2 separate regions of the Salmo salar genome follow, and region 1 is linked to region 2. The links are chromatin contacts, called in public Hi-C maps. All regions are on one chromosome and are shown on one strand. The core of a region is the stretch at or near the end of the contact, and the rest is flanking DNA. Distances in the headings are between cores, read along the strand shown.

What was found. Hi-C and Micro-C count contacts between places; a contact is called where the count stands out from the background.
Region 1: a contact with region 2 is called in a Hi-C map of gill, with 4 times the contacts expected there. The contact joins the enhancer-like site here to the promoter of LOC106587342 in region 2. A contact is called at or near these places in 3 of 3 Hi-C or Micro-C datasets (blood, gill and muscle).

What each region holds. Positions count from the first base shown.
Region 1 is chrssa26:20,703,230-20,710,112 of Ssal_v3.1, forward strand. The region is part of intron 2 of LOC106587342 (disintegrin and metalloproteinase domain-containing protein 10); the gene reads left to right. Among protein-coding and RNA genes, the nearest start is that of LOC106587342, 34 kb to the left of the region's middle. Within about 2 kb of position 4,717, at least 4 of the 13 cell types and tissues checked have an H3K27ac peak or open chromatin away from gene starts, as enhancers often do. A contact at or near this core is called in gill, where this site is marked.
Region 2 is chrssa26:20,670,890-20,678,198 of Ssal_v3.1, forward strand. LOC106587342 (disintegrin and metalloproteinase domain-containing protein 10) reads left to right here and starts at 1,553. Exons shown (of 16, transcript XM_014175660.2): 1 at 1,553-1,752. The coding sequence starts at 1,689.

The DNA.
Region 1 (6,883 bases), core at 3,467-5,966, 36 kb after region 2:
GTTAGCCTGGTTGCCAAATCTGTTGTGCTTTAGCCAACTCATCTGATTTATTGTTGTAATGCCATTAATTGACTTATCATTGAATGACATGACAATGTCAGTCAGAGGAGTTGGATAGAATACGAACAGATCAGGTAAGTCGAGCGTCACGCCCAACTCAACAAATCTGTTGATGCTCGTAGCAAATAACTGACCTGTGACGTGTTTTCCTGCATGAGCAAAAGCTTTTTTCAAGGGAGGTATCGCCCAATGAAGTCTCTGTGTGGGGTTTTGGATTACAGGAATATCTTAACATCCTGACCGCTGGAATCTTGTGAGAAAACATTGTATTTCCCACACTGGCTGGGACATTGAGAGCAGTGTGGTAGTCTGGCTTGGCATTGTACACCAGCATGATGCATGGATAGCCTACTGGAAGACAGAGGGTGTTCTCTGGTAACCAGGCCTAAAGTGTTATATTAGCCTGCAGAAAGCTACTACTTCTCACACCTATTCCTACCAAACGTTTAGTATTCTGTCCTAGGCTGACTCTGTGCCTGTCTGTATGTGGGATGAGTTGATGGTTATTGGGTTAATAAATCATGCCGATTGTAGTCTCCAGCTATCTCTGACCTTAACTGATATGATCACCAAGGAGTTTTTCCAAATCACATCTTCTCAAAACACAAACCTAGAGGTTAATATGAAGAGATGGAAAAGATGTGCATACATCTCAGAGAAGGGCTGCTGTCTGGTTTTTGGTTAATCCAAAATGCTTTGTTTGGGGAATGATAGCCAGGAGCTCGCTCTTGCTCTCCCCCCCCCCCCACATAATCTGCTGTTTCTATTTCAGATGGTAGATAGTCTTACTGATTTTGGGACTGGCAGTCCATGTTACCACCTGTCTCTTAACTAAGTTGACCCTCACCCTCCCAACAGGGCAAAATCCTCTCTGTCCTCCTCTGACAGTTCACAAACCGTCAGTACAGGACTGTGTATTTATTCTGCCAGCTCTGTCCTCCCTCCTTTGTCACGGGAGCGGTACTGAGTCCTGACCTTTGTGTGGATTCACTCCCAGTGAAGGGAAGGGGGTATCGTCCTCTTGTGTAACAGACACCAGCAGCACCTCAGGCGGAGGCAGGCAGAGCAGACTGTAGAGTAGTTATTTTGGGAGCTGCAATACAGCTAGACCTATCTGTTAAAGAGTTGTTCACAGAAACTATCTCTGCTATAGTGTTACCTACCTTCTAATCCCAAAGCTACTGGGCAGAGGACTCTTGTCACATAGGCTACCATGTTTCTTTAGAAGGTATGTACAACATCATGTGCATGTCACTTTCCTGTCAAATTATGATATTCATGTCAGTTTTAACCCATCCCCCGGCTTAAATCACATCAGTCCTATTCTGTTCAAGTAGACCCTAGTTTCTCTTTCATAATGGCACCATTTTATGTTTTGGAAACATTTACTTGGGGTGATCACTAGAGGTCGACCGATTTTAATCGGCATGGCCGATTTTTAAAGTTTTCATAACAATCGGTAATCAGCATTTTTGGATGCCGACTATGGCCGATTACATTGCATTTCACGAGGAAACTGCGTGGCAGGCTGACCACCTGTTACGTGAGTGCAGCGTCTAAAGGACCTTGTGGCTGCAACGAGCCATGCTAAGTTGCTAGCTAGCATTAAACTTATCTTGTAAAAAACAATCAATCTTCACATAATCACTAGTTAACTACACATGATTGATATTACTAGGTTAACTAGCTTGTCCTGCGTTGCATATAATTAACGCGGTGCCTGTTAATTTATCATCGAATCACAACCTACTTCGCCAAACGGGTGATGATTTAACAAAAGCACAATCGTTTTACCAATGTACCTAACCATAAACATCAATGGCTTTCTTAAAATCAATACACAGAAGTATATATTTTTAAAACCTGCATATTTAGTCATGTTAGCAGGCAATACTTCTCTTGCGTTCAGTGCAAACAGAGTCAGGGTATATGCAACAGTTTGAGCCGCCTGGCTCGTTGTGAACTGTGTGAAGACCGTAATTAATTTTCCAGAATTTCACATAATTATGACATAACATTGAAGGTTGTGCAATGTAACAGCAATATTTAGACTTAGGGTTGCCACCCGTTCGATAAAATACGAAACGGTTCCGTATTTAACTGAAAGAATAAACCTTTTGTTTTTGAAACAAGTTTCCGGATTTTACTATATTAATGACCAAAGGCTCGTATTTCTGTGTTTTATTATAATTACGTCTATGATTTGATAGAGAAGTCTGACTGAGTGGTGGTAGGCAGCAGCAGGCTCGTAAGCATTCATTCAAACTTTACTGCGTTTGCCAGCAGCTCTTAGCAATGCTTGAAGCCCAGCACTGTTTATCAACTCCTGAGATTAGGCTGGCAATACTAAAGTGCCTATTAGAACATCCAATAGTCAAAGGTATATGAAATACAAATGGTATAGAGAGAAATAGTCGACGCATCATAATTCCTATAATAACTACAACCTTAAACTTCTTACCTGGGAATATTGAAGACTCATGTTAAAAGGAACCACCAGCTTTCATATGTTCTGATGTTCTGAGCAAGGAACTGAAACGTTAGCTTTTTTACATGGCACATATTGCACTTTTACTTTCTTCTCCAACACTGTTTTTGCATTATTGAAACCAAATTGAGCATGTTTCATTATTTATTTGAGATTAAATAGATTTTATTTCTGTATTATATTAAGTTAAAATAAGTGTTCATTCAGTATTGTTGTAATTGTCATTATTACAAATATATTTATATTTAATCGGTCGACCTCTAGTGATAACACAGCTTAGCGTTTCTGCTATCTGTATTTCCAGCTAGCAGGTTTGTGCTCTCCCAGGGATGATGAGATAACAGGCTGCAGCGGTCACTTCCTGGTTCAGTCTGTTTCAGAGGACCGTTTCATTCACTTCTTGTTCTAGAGATAGCCCTGCAGGTGTTCACATTGTCTTCCAGTAGCTACACCAGATGGGTGGAATGGGCTAGTATGTCAGTTAGCAGTCACAAAACACTGGCTCCTCTCTGTGTAGAGCAGAGCTCATAATTACTCAGTGCCTCTGGACATAAAGGGGAACATGCAGCTTTTCTGGAGCCGGCTCGTCTTGTACACCTCCCACCCTTCGCTGTGCCTCGGACGAGCTTATCACCAACCAACACATTCAAACTGGGACACATGCACACTCTACTTGCATACCTACATGCAAACGTACATCCATATACGTGCACACACGCACATTCTTTCTCATTGTGTGTGATCCCAGTGTGGTTGCGTCACTGTCACAGCTATTAGAAAAGGTATTTCACCCTCTGTCTCATTCTCTCTCTCTCTCTCTCTCTCTCTCTACTTCTCTACTTCTCCGTGGCCTGCTGTGTGAAAGGGTGTTGTGAGACCTAAAAATAATCTATCCCAGTAGCCCTGTCATTTTTCAACACATTCCCTCCTCTTTTCTTCACCACTGTCTTCTGAAGGTTTTGTGTGGGGGACTGATCAGGATACCCCCTACTGTACTGCTTCCACTCTGCATCATGACATTATTGGCCTTATGGAAACAGCAGGAGCTGCTTGTGTGGGAGGCAGTCACAGCTAACGTTAACTTCATGTGAAGGTTTTCCTCAGACATGTCTTTTCTGCAAGCCCTTTGCTCTCTGCTGGGATGTCTTCACCAGTTTTCTGTCTCATCCTGGAGTGTAGTGTGATGCATCAAGTGGTTTAACAAGCCAGGTGAGTGTCTGTTGTGAAGGAAAACGATTGAGAGGATGGTGCACAACAGTACAAGTCTTTATTCATTCAGCCTTTTTGGGCAGTCCATCTAACATTTCCCTGAATTACCGGCATTCCAGTAATACTAGTGGAATGATTGAATGTTTGGATTGGATAGTTCTGAGGTATTTTCAGATCTCCGTTCCAGCCATTGAGCACCGCCCTTATGACTGAGAACATGTGATTAGAGAGTAACGTCTGAGCTAGCACACCAAGGGCGGCATTCAGCCTCCGTACCCCACCCCCAAATTTTCTCTATCTAGGATGAGCTGGAGGGAGTTTCTACCAAATCTACTTAAATTGACTTATACCAGTCTGTTTCTTTTCACATCCAGTGTGAACGAGTGCAGACTTGTGGTAGAAGGGTTAAGAATCAGACTGCCCAGCTGATATTGACTTCTGTAAGTGAAGACTGAACTGTTGACTGTTTCCTCCTCCCTGTGTGACCTTTGCATTGTGTTGAGCATGCGGTCTTACTCCGCCTCCGTCACAGCCAAGGCAGGTGTGTGTGATTATGAGGCTCTTCACAGAAAAGCCGTTTTGTATGCCCACACTCACATCACTACCACTCCCCTCCTCCCACTCTAACACTATGAGCAGCTAGATCAAGGTACCCGATATGGCAATCCTGAGGCTTTGTACAGTGTAGGATCACATGCCAGGGTACAGTACAGTATACACCAAGGGTTCAGTGCCAGGGGAGAGACTAAGCGAATTAGTGGGCACCGGCATCTCTCTTACAAGAGATTTCACCTCACTAGGACAAATGGGATCAAATAAAGGTTCCTAGCTAACTGAAGCAAACAACCACTACAGTAGAGCATTCCTTTTAGTAAGGGGACAGGACAGCATGGTTCAGAGAGAGGCCTACACCTTCACGTCACCTCCCAAACAGTCAACACACCAGTGGTCTAGTTCAGAGGGGAACCCCCTACATGAATTATTCCAGGCCACCATTCAGCTAGGGTGCCCGTTTGTTTGTGTGAGAGTGCGCGTGTGTTCAGCATGATTGTCCTGCTCATCTATCTACCCCAGACTGGGGTTAACATGTTAAGCTGCATGCCACAGGTCAACTAACATGAACCCTGCCACTGTAATCTCTCTAAGGTGAGTTTGGCCTTGCAGTGAACTGCCTGCCATGACTGGATTGGCCAGAAGGATGGATGATTCTGCTGCTGCGTATATAGCCCTGTAGTGTTTTGTAGGTGTGGGTTCTCATTTGTGTGTTTGTCTTCGGGCCTATACCTGTCTGTGTGATAATGCATTATCTCATGCCTGGTTAGTTTGGAGTCCTTTCCTTTATCCAGTTCCCCAGTCTGTCTCAGGGGTTTGGACAGGAGATAAGGGAGTGTGAAAGTCAGTCCCACTGACTGGCGGTCTGATTGTGGGCTTGAGGCTGTGCTGAATACAGAGAGGCCAGCTGTATGACTGTCAGATGCTCAGTCAGGCACTGAATCATTTATCAGTCAGCTGCTACCCTTAGTCTAACTGCACCTCTATTGGTTATAGAAACCTCCTCGACCACTGTGAAACACAGCCCTGTTTGTTTAAGCATGGACGCCGGTGTGTGTATGTGTACTGTTTGTGCGTGTACCGTTTGTGTTTTTCATAGCCTTGGCTGTTGAAAAACCGGTTTCTCTGCCCTTGGATGAATGTTTCATGGAGCACTAATGATGTCAGAGCAACCTAGACAGAGCGTGGCAGAGATGGAACGCAGCGCTACGCCGGCCCCAGCCACAGCTACCCACAATGCTCTATGGCTCCCATGAGCCCTCTGCGAGGTCAGACTGTTGTGAGGAGAGCTTGGTGCTTGATCAAGAACAAGCATTTATCTCTCTCAGGTGGACCTCCAGTGCACAGCTAGTGGTACTCAGTACTGCTCCTCTCAGCCCACACCGTCTCCCAGCGCCTTGTTTACTTCATAACTAATCAGGAAATTGTTCAGAAGCTTTCCTGAGAACCAGCAGCAGAAAGGAAGATCTGTTATTCTGTTTTCAGTCGTTTTATTTATTTATTTTCTAGATGTTTAGTTTCTAGGTCGAAACCCCCTGTGACCATTTAGTCAGTGAAGTTCTGTGTTGGTATGATAACAATTTGATGGGAAGACTCAAAGTGGCTCTTAAACATAAAGACATTAACACAAAGTCAAACACTTAACGTTAAGCCCTAAACAGACTCATTTTAACGCTTGACAAGTAAAAACACACACATCACAATATCAAACAATTACTCAGAGCAGAATTGGATCAGTGTATGTATGTGTATGTATATATATGTATGTATGTATGTATGTATGTGTATGTCAGATTCTATATGATGTATTTTTTGTAAATTGGTTCCTTGTAAAAATTGTGTTAGACCATATTTTTTTTTATTCTTCTCAAACTTTCGGACAAGTACAAAATATGCCCTACTTGTCCGACGGACACGTGGCTTAAAAAGTTAGTCAAGCCCTGCTGTTTGTAAATGTAAGCAATATTATTTTTAAGAGGATAAATCACAAGCTAATGTTTTTATTCTTTAATCAACAAAATTGTAAGCCTATACTTTTGAGAGTTTGAAAAAGCACAAATTTGGCAAGCCTTTGTAAATAAGCGCTTTCATTATCCGGTGTTGCTCTACATGCAAAAATGTTCTGAACTTAGATGACATCCATCTGTTGTTGACAGTTGTTACTGATGTTTCTACAAGACAGGCTTTGTAGTGCCTTTTGACTACCTGTAAAACTAGCTCTGCTGAACATTGAGGGGAAATGTTCAGAAAACTCCACCGTGTTTCACCAAGACCAGCTTTCACAACTCAGATCCTCACTTTCACTGGGCTGGAGAGATTATTATCATGGGTCAATTGAATATCTCACTCACTCACTCACTCACTCACTCACTCACTCACTCACTCACTCACTCACTCACTCACTCACTCACTCATCCCTGGGAGGCTGCAGTGTGCAGACAGCCATGGGCCCAGTGAGACCTCTGACAGTCTCCTGAAATCCTGGAGGATTGTCACTGCTACATTGGATTAGAGTTGCAGCAGTCTGAGAGCCTCCCTCTTATGGAGTTGCAGTCTGAGGTTATCCCAGATGGC
Region 2 (7,309 bases), core at 303-2,802:
GCAACATCTCAGATACCACTGGCCCGATTTGTATGAAACTTGGGCGAATGATGCGTCTTGCCATGTAGATCCGTCATTTACAATATTACATTGATTGGCCCAAGGGGGGTGCTGCATTATTCGTGGGGGATTACATGTTTACTGTACCTCATACTTCTGCATATTAATCTGGTACTGGTACTCCCTGTATATAACTCCATTATGGTGTATTTTATTGTCCCCCACGATGAAATTGGGGAAGGGACTGTGGATCTGTCTCCATCTGTAAATTCCTAGGCTCGTCAAACGCTATATCTCAGACAGCAATGTCCCTATTTTGACAAAACTTGGATTAACGATGCGTTTTGCCATAAAGATCTGGCATTTACAAGATTATACCGATTGGCCCAATGCAGGAGTTTTTAGTAAATAACTGAATTGTGTTAGTCACACAATATCTCAACTGGTAGCTGCAGCAGACTGACAAGTTGTTATGAGATTTCCAGTTCAGTCAGGGTAGTGGCTTTTTTTAGCCACACAGTGGCAGAAGCTACACAGTGAAAAGAACAACGCTGTATGTCTGATGTACAGTATGTCTAACGGGAAATAAGAGATAGGCATTTTTTCTAGTCAATAGTTACAAAGAGTGCGTTTTCGCTAACCCTAACCCTTTCCTAACCTTAACCTTAACCTAATTATTCTAACCTTATCCTAACCTGCTGTGTAAGTTCTCCTAACCTGTTACAAAACAGTCACCTCTGGTTGTAGCTGTATGGAAGTGGCGTTTTTAGGGAATCTCAACAAAGACGATCAGTGCAGAGACAACATTCAACAAATTCACAATGAATTCAACACAAATAGCTGTCTCTGAGCAGTGCAAATGCATGTGGGGCCACACACCTCTATATCGATTGTTCCTTGAATTTTTAAAAATGTTTCCCCCCAATTCATATAGGCATTGACATTTCACGGTGGAATCTATTGTAGTGATGTACTGTATTCAATACTGAAATCATATTCCATTAAATCAGGGTACAGGGATATTTTTAAAACTCTGTCCAAGACAAATGCATTATTGTCAATACATGATATTGTATTATACAAAGCCATGAGTGCATGGAATTCCCTTCCATCTTATACAGCGCAAGTGAACGGCAAACCTGGTATCAAAAAACAAATAAAGCTACACCTCACAGCACAACGCCTCTCCCCCATGTGACCTACTTGTTGTTTGAATGTACTAACATGTATGTGCAACTGATAGATGCACACACACAAAACATGTTAATGTTTTTAAATGTATGCAAATTGTCAAGTATTTTGTCTGTAATGTCTTTTTCGTTATATGTCGGACCCCAGTAAGACTAGCTGTCGCCATTGGCGTTGTCTAATGGGATCCTAATACATAACAAATATTAATTTGTAGGCTAACTTGATATTGAAAAGTGGCTTGGTTTGTCGCTGTTGAATTTATTGCACTTGAATTGTTGTTTTCAACAAATAAGCGGCCCTATCAAATAAAATAAAACAGGTTTTGTTGCGCTAGTGAGGTAGGAGGGACTAGAACGCTGACTGCGCGCCTGACGTCAGGCCGTTAGACAAGCGGTGAAAGGCGGTTGTGAAGGTACTGCCATAAACAGAGCGCGGACTTCGCCTTTAAGAAGTGCAAATCGAAACAGTAAAGCGTTCGCCGTGTCAATGTTCTAACAATGAATTTAATCGATATGGTCTTGATACAACTCTTGCTGTTTAATTGCATATGGACCATTAAAGGTACGTTTGGGCATTCTGATTCATACAGCAAGAAAAGTGTTTAATCGCTAGCTAGCTCGCTAATCGGATTCAGGAAATGGTAGCAAGCGAGCTAGGCTAGCAGCGTTAACGTTACCTAGCTGGGAGGGGTCCAGCTCCTGTTTTTTTTTTTTACATTTATGGTTCCGCTAGGACTATATCGAGAGAGCCTAAGAAAGGTCCACCGGAGTAAAATAAGAATGTAACTGTGGTGGATATTTTTCTTAAGACATTCTCAACTATCTAGAATCTGATGTTTACTAAAAGTTATATATTATCAACATACTAGTCCTCATCACTGCAGTGTCAGTCACGCACTGTTAGTTCAGAGAGTCGAGTACAGTAGTTCCCAAACGTGAAATGGGTTCCCCTGAGAAGGTGATCTTAACAAACAAATTAAAACTTTTTTTTCTCTTCAATTGGGTTTAGAATACAACTTGTTAGTGTCGACTAAGACCTTTTACGCTATTCGAATGTGCTTTCATAGTTCTGGACATCCGGCAGGACCTAAAATTGAGTAAATATGAACACATGGCATTAACTAACGTTAGGGGGTATACTTTTTCCAAATGGGGTCCTCTGTATATTCTAGTGTCAATTTAGGGTCTTGTGCAGTAAACGTTTGGGAACCCCCAGGTCTAGTAGCAAGTTGATTTGTGTAGATGTTTGCTGTCAAAGTGATTACATGCTAATGTACAGAATGTTCTAGCTATTTCGACAGAAAGGAAAAGGCTATTCACACATTGTGACACTGTAAATTACAACTGTCATTCTCATGATATGCCCACTCACTGACTTTTTTCTTTTTGTATTTTATATGTACACAGCCTAGCTAGATCTCTATGGCTCTGATGCAAACATGACTTGATTTATATGGTAGGCTATATGTAGTTAGTGATCTGTATTTTCATCATTCTAATCTGATTTGAATTCATTCAGCACTCAGAGCTCCTGAAAACATGACACATATGGACAGGATGTCCCCTGTGATGTAGTAGCGTGCATTAGAAGAGACTTTTACTGACCCATGTAGGCTTTTTCATAAACATGGCATCAAACGTTTGACTTCATCATTATTCTTCGCCCTGTTAAGGTCCCACTCCATCTGACTATACACCTCATCTGTCTGACATCGCATGCATTTTTAATTTCCCTCTCCTGTTTGCTATGGGATAAAAGACATATGCCGGGTCTGTTTTTTACCTGCTCTGACGGTCTGTTTTTTTCGTGTGTGTGTGAACACAAAGTGAGTAATTGATCTGCCTGAAGCTGCTGTGGGCCTTGTGTTCCCCTGTGCCCCCTGAGCATTGAGCTCCCCTGCAATTCCTGACTGGTGTCCTGTTTGTTCAACGATGGAAACAGAAACATTCCACTGCAGATTAAGTGTTGTTTCAGAGACGGCTAGGTCTGGTTAAATTAAATGATCATGACTTGGATTTCATTTGCTCCTCATAAATTGTTATTGTGTTGTCAAATCCCCATTTTGAAATTACTAGTGCATCAATAATCATCCTAATTAATTATTTTGTTTGTTGATTCCACTTGAGAAACTCTCATTAGCTGATAAAGTAGAATGAACCATGTTTCATGGCTCTCCTCGGTGAGCTAATATTCCCACTCATATGCATTAATGATGGGTGTTTTGTTGACTTAGTTATGTTATTCATGATGGCCAAGTTTGAGCCTTTCGTTTTTCTATTTGTCTTTTAGTACAGTAATGACTCCAATCCATACAAAGGACTGGGACATATGCTCAAATTCTAATACTGTAAAAGTACATTGTTCCTCCCTGTCTTCAACTGTCCTTATGGGGATGACTCTTCTCATGTGGTTTGATTCGTGAAGCAACTCAATGTTACGCCATATTGATTTTACCTACCCTACCATGTCTGATCACGGTTCACTTGAAGGGTGTAAAGAATAATACTTTAAACAATGCCTTCAGCATCAAATTGGTTCACCTGATGTTATGTTGGGGGTCAGATAGTAATTTTGATGTCAGGGCTGTCAGACTAATGGCAGAACTAAACAGAGTAGCAGCAGAGCTCTGTGTGAGGCACATGTTCCCTGGTGTGTCTTTAACCTCTCTTGGGAATGTGGGACGTGACCGTCCCACCTGCGGGACACACTATTCAACAGCCAGTGAAATAGCAGGGCGCCAAATTCAAAACAACAAAAATCTCATAATTCAAATTTCTCACACATACAAGTATTTTACACCATTTTAAAGATAATCTTCTCATTAATCCAACCACATTGTCCGATTTCAAAAAGGCTTTATGGCGAAAGCATAGCATTAGATTGTTAGGACATCACCTTGACAAGAAAAACCACACAGCCATTTTCCAAGCAAGAAGAGGTGTCACAAAAACCAGAAATACAGCTAAAATTAATCACTAACCTTTGATAATCTTCATCAGACGGCACTCATAGGACTTCATGTTACACAATACATGTATGTTTTGCTCCATAAAGTTCATATTTATATCCAAAAACCCCATTTTACTTTGGCGTGTAATGTTCAGAAATGTTTTGCCTCCCAAAACTTACGGTGAATGAGCACATCAATTTATAGAAATACTCATCATAAACGTTGATAAAATATTAACCCCTGTGCGGCCTCCGTCCCGTATGCGGGATGGACATCCCGCGAAAAATCATATCCCTATTAGCATAACAAAATTTTATTAATTTAAAAAAAATGTTTTTCAAATTATATCGTTTTATAGATACACCTCTCCTGAATCGAACCACGTTGTCAGATTTCAAAAAGGCTTTACAGCAAAAGCAAAACATTAGATTATGTTAGAGGAGTATATCGTAAAAGTAGCCACATGGCCATTTTTCGACCAACCACATGCATCACAAATAAGCAATAAGCAAGAAGAGGTGTCACAAATAACCAAAAAACAGCTAAATGCAGCACTAACCTTTTGACAATCTTCATCAGATGACACACCTAGGACATCATGTTACACAATACATGCATTCTTTTGTTCGATAAAGTTCATATTTATATATAAAAACAGCATTTTACATCGGTGCGTAACGTTGACTAACTATTTTCCCTCAAATGCATCCGATGAAACAGAGCTACAATTTACTAAATTACTATTCGAAAACATTTTTTAAATGTAATATTGTCATTCTAAGATTTATAGATGAATATCTCTTGAAAGCACCTGTAATGCCAGATTTAAAAATAACTTTACTGGGTAATCACACTTTGCGATAAAAGGGGATGCGATACTCAGAACAATAGGCTAGCAATAGGCTAGCCATCTTGGAACAATCGCATATCACATCTAGTCTTGTATACTATTGTCAATAATCCCTTACCTTTGGTTGTCTTCATCAGAAAGCACTTCCAGGAATCCCAGGTCCACAACAAATGTATTTTCGTTCGAAAAAATGACTCCTTTATGTTCCAAGAGCTTGTTCTTGTTAGCGCGTCTGAAGGCTGCTCCAAAACTTCCGTCGGCCACGGGACAGCCATTTCGAGAAAATGCATTTTTTTCCCCATTTAGGTTCGTTCAAACATGTCAAACGTTGTATAACATAAATCTTCAGGGCGTTTTTCAACAAGAGAGCCAATAAGATTCGAGGGGGACGATTGTATTGTGTTTCAAAACGTTTCGAAAGGGGAGGGTAACCAGGGGTGCCGGCGTCATAATGGTGATGGCCCTCTCCGTGTGACTACGTTCCACAGCGTCTCATTCATTCAGTTTTAACAGTAGAAGGCTCAAACCAATTTGTGAAGACTGGGGACATCTAGTGGAAGCAATAGGAAGCGCTCAATGAACCATAGCTCACGGTGTGATTAATAGGCAACGTGATGAAGTTGAGTTCGCAATTCAGAATTCCACTTCCTGTTTCCATCTGTCTCGGGGTTTTGACTGCCATATGAGTTCTGTTATACTCACAGACACCATTCAAACAGTTTTAGAAACTTTAGGGTGTTTTCTATCCACAAGTATTAATTATATGCATATCCTAGCTTCTGAGTTTGAGTAGGAGGCCGTTTAAAATGGGCACACATTTTTTTCAAAAATCGCTTTAGCGCCACCTATCCTAGGGGAACGCCAAGAGGTTAAACTTTAAATCAAAGAATTATAGATACACTTCTCCTTAATGCAACCACTGTGTCAGATTTCAAAAAAACTTTACAGCGAAAGCACACTTTGCAATAATCTGAGTATAGCGTTCAGACATGAAACCAAACCCGCCATTTTGTGGAGTCAAAAAAAACTCTGAAATAATAATATAAATATTCACTTACCTTTGATCTTCATCAGAATGCACTCCCAGGAATCCCAGGTCCACAATAAATGTTTTGTTTTGTTCGATAAAGTCCATCATTTATGTCCAAATACCTCCTTTTTGCTCACGCGTTCAGTCCACTACTCCAAATGCAGGAAGCGCGCGAAAATGTCATGACGAAAAGTCAAAAAAAGTTATATTTACGTTCGTAGAAATATGTCAAACGATGTATAGCATCAATCTTTAGGATGTTTTTAACAAAGATCTTCATTAATATTCCAACCGGATAATTCCAATGTCTTCAGAAAAGAAAAGGAACACAGCTCACACTCACGTGAGCGCGCACCTCTGAGCTCATGTCATTTCCTCACTCATCTGACTCCAGGCCCTCTTGTTCGTTCCATATTCACAATAGAAGCATGAAACAACATTCTAAAGACTGTTGACATCTAGTGGAAGCCTTAGGAAGTGCAACATGAACCCTAAGTTACTGTGTACTGTATAGGCAATCACTTACAAAACTACAAGCCTCAGATTTCCACACATCCTGGTTGGATTTTTCTCAGGATTTTGCCTGCCATGTGAGTTCTGTTATACTCACAGACATTATTCAAACCGTTTTAGAAACTTCAGTGTTTTCTATCCAAATCTACTAATAATATGCATATCCTACCTTCTGAGCCTGAGTAGCAGGCAGTTTAATTTCGGCACGCCTTTCATCCGGAAGTCAAAATACTGCCCCCTACCCTAGAGAAGTTAAGAGAGCGTTTGCTGCCAACTGTGTGAGTGTGTGAGTAGAGAGGATGCCGCCCAGAGTCCGTGATGGTTCACCATGATGTTTGCTTTCTGTGGAAAAGAGGATATGAGCCAGACCCAGCACTGCCTTCTGTGACTGGAAATCAAATGATTACTGCGGAACCAGTTCTCTTAGAGGACCATGACAATGTTCTTTCATAAACTAAGAAGATATGTCCACTCCAAACGCAATTTTAAAAGCACAGATTTGTATTCAAAAGGAGAGTTTGGGATTAAATTGGTCACCACTATAGCAATTGATGTCCTCTAGGCTTAGGCTATATGCTCAGAGCCTCAGATCATTGTACACTGAGTGTACAAAACATTAGGAACACCCACCTAATATTGAGTTGCATGGACTCTATAAGGTGTCGAAAGCATTCCACAGGGATGCTTCCCACAGTTGTCAAGTTGGCTGGAAGGCCTTTGGGTGGTGGACCAATCTTGATACACACGGAAACAGTTGAGCGTGAAAAACCCTTGA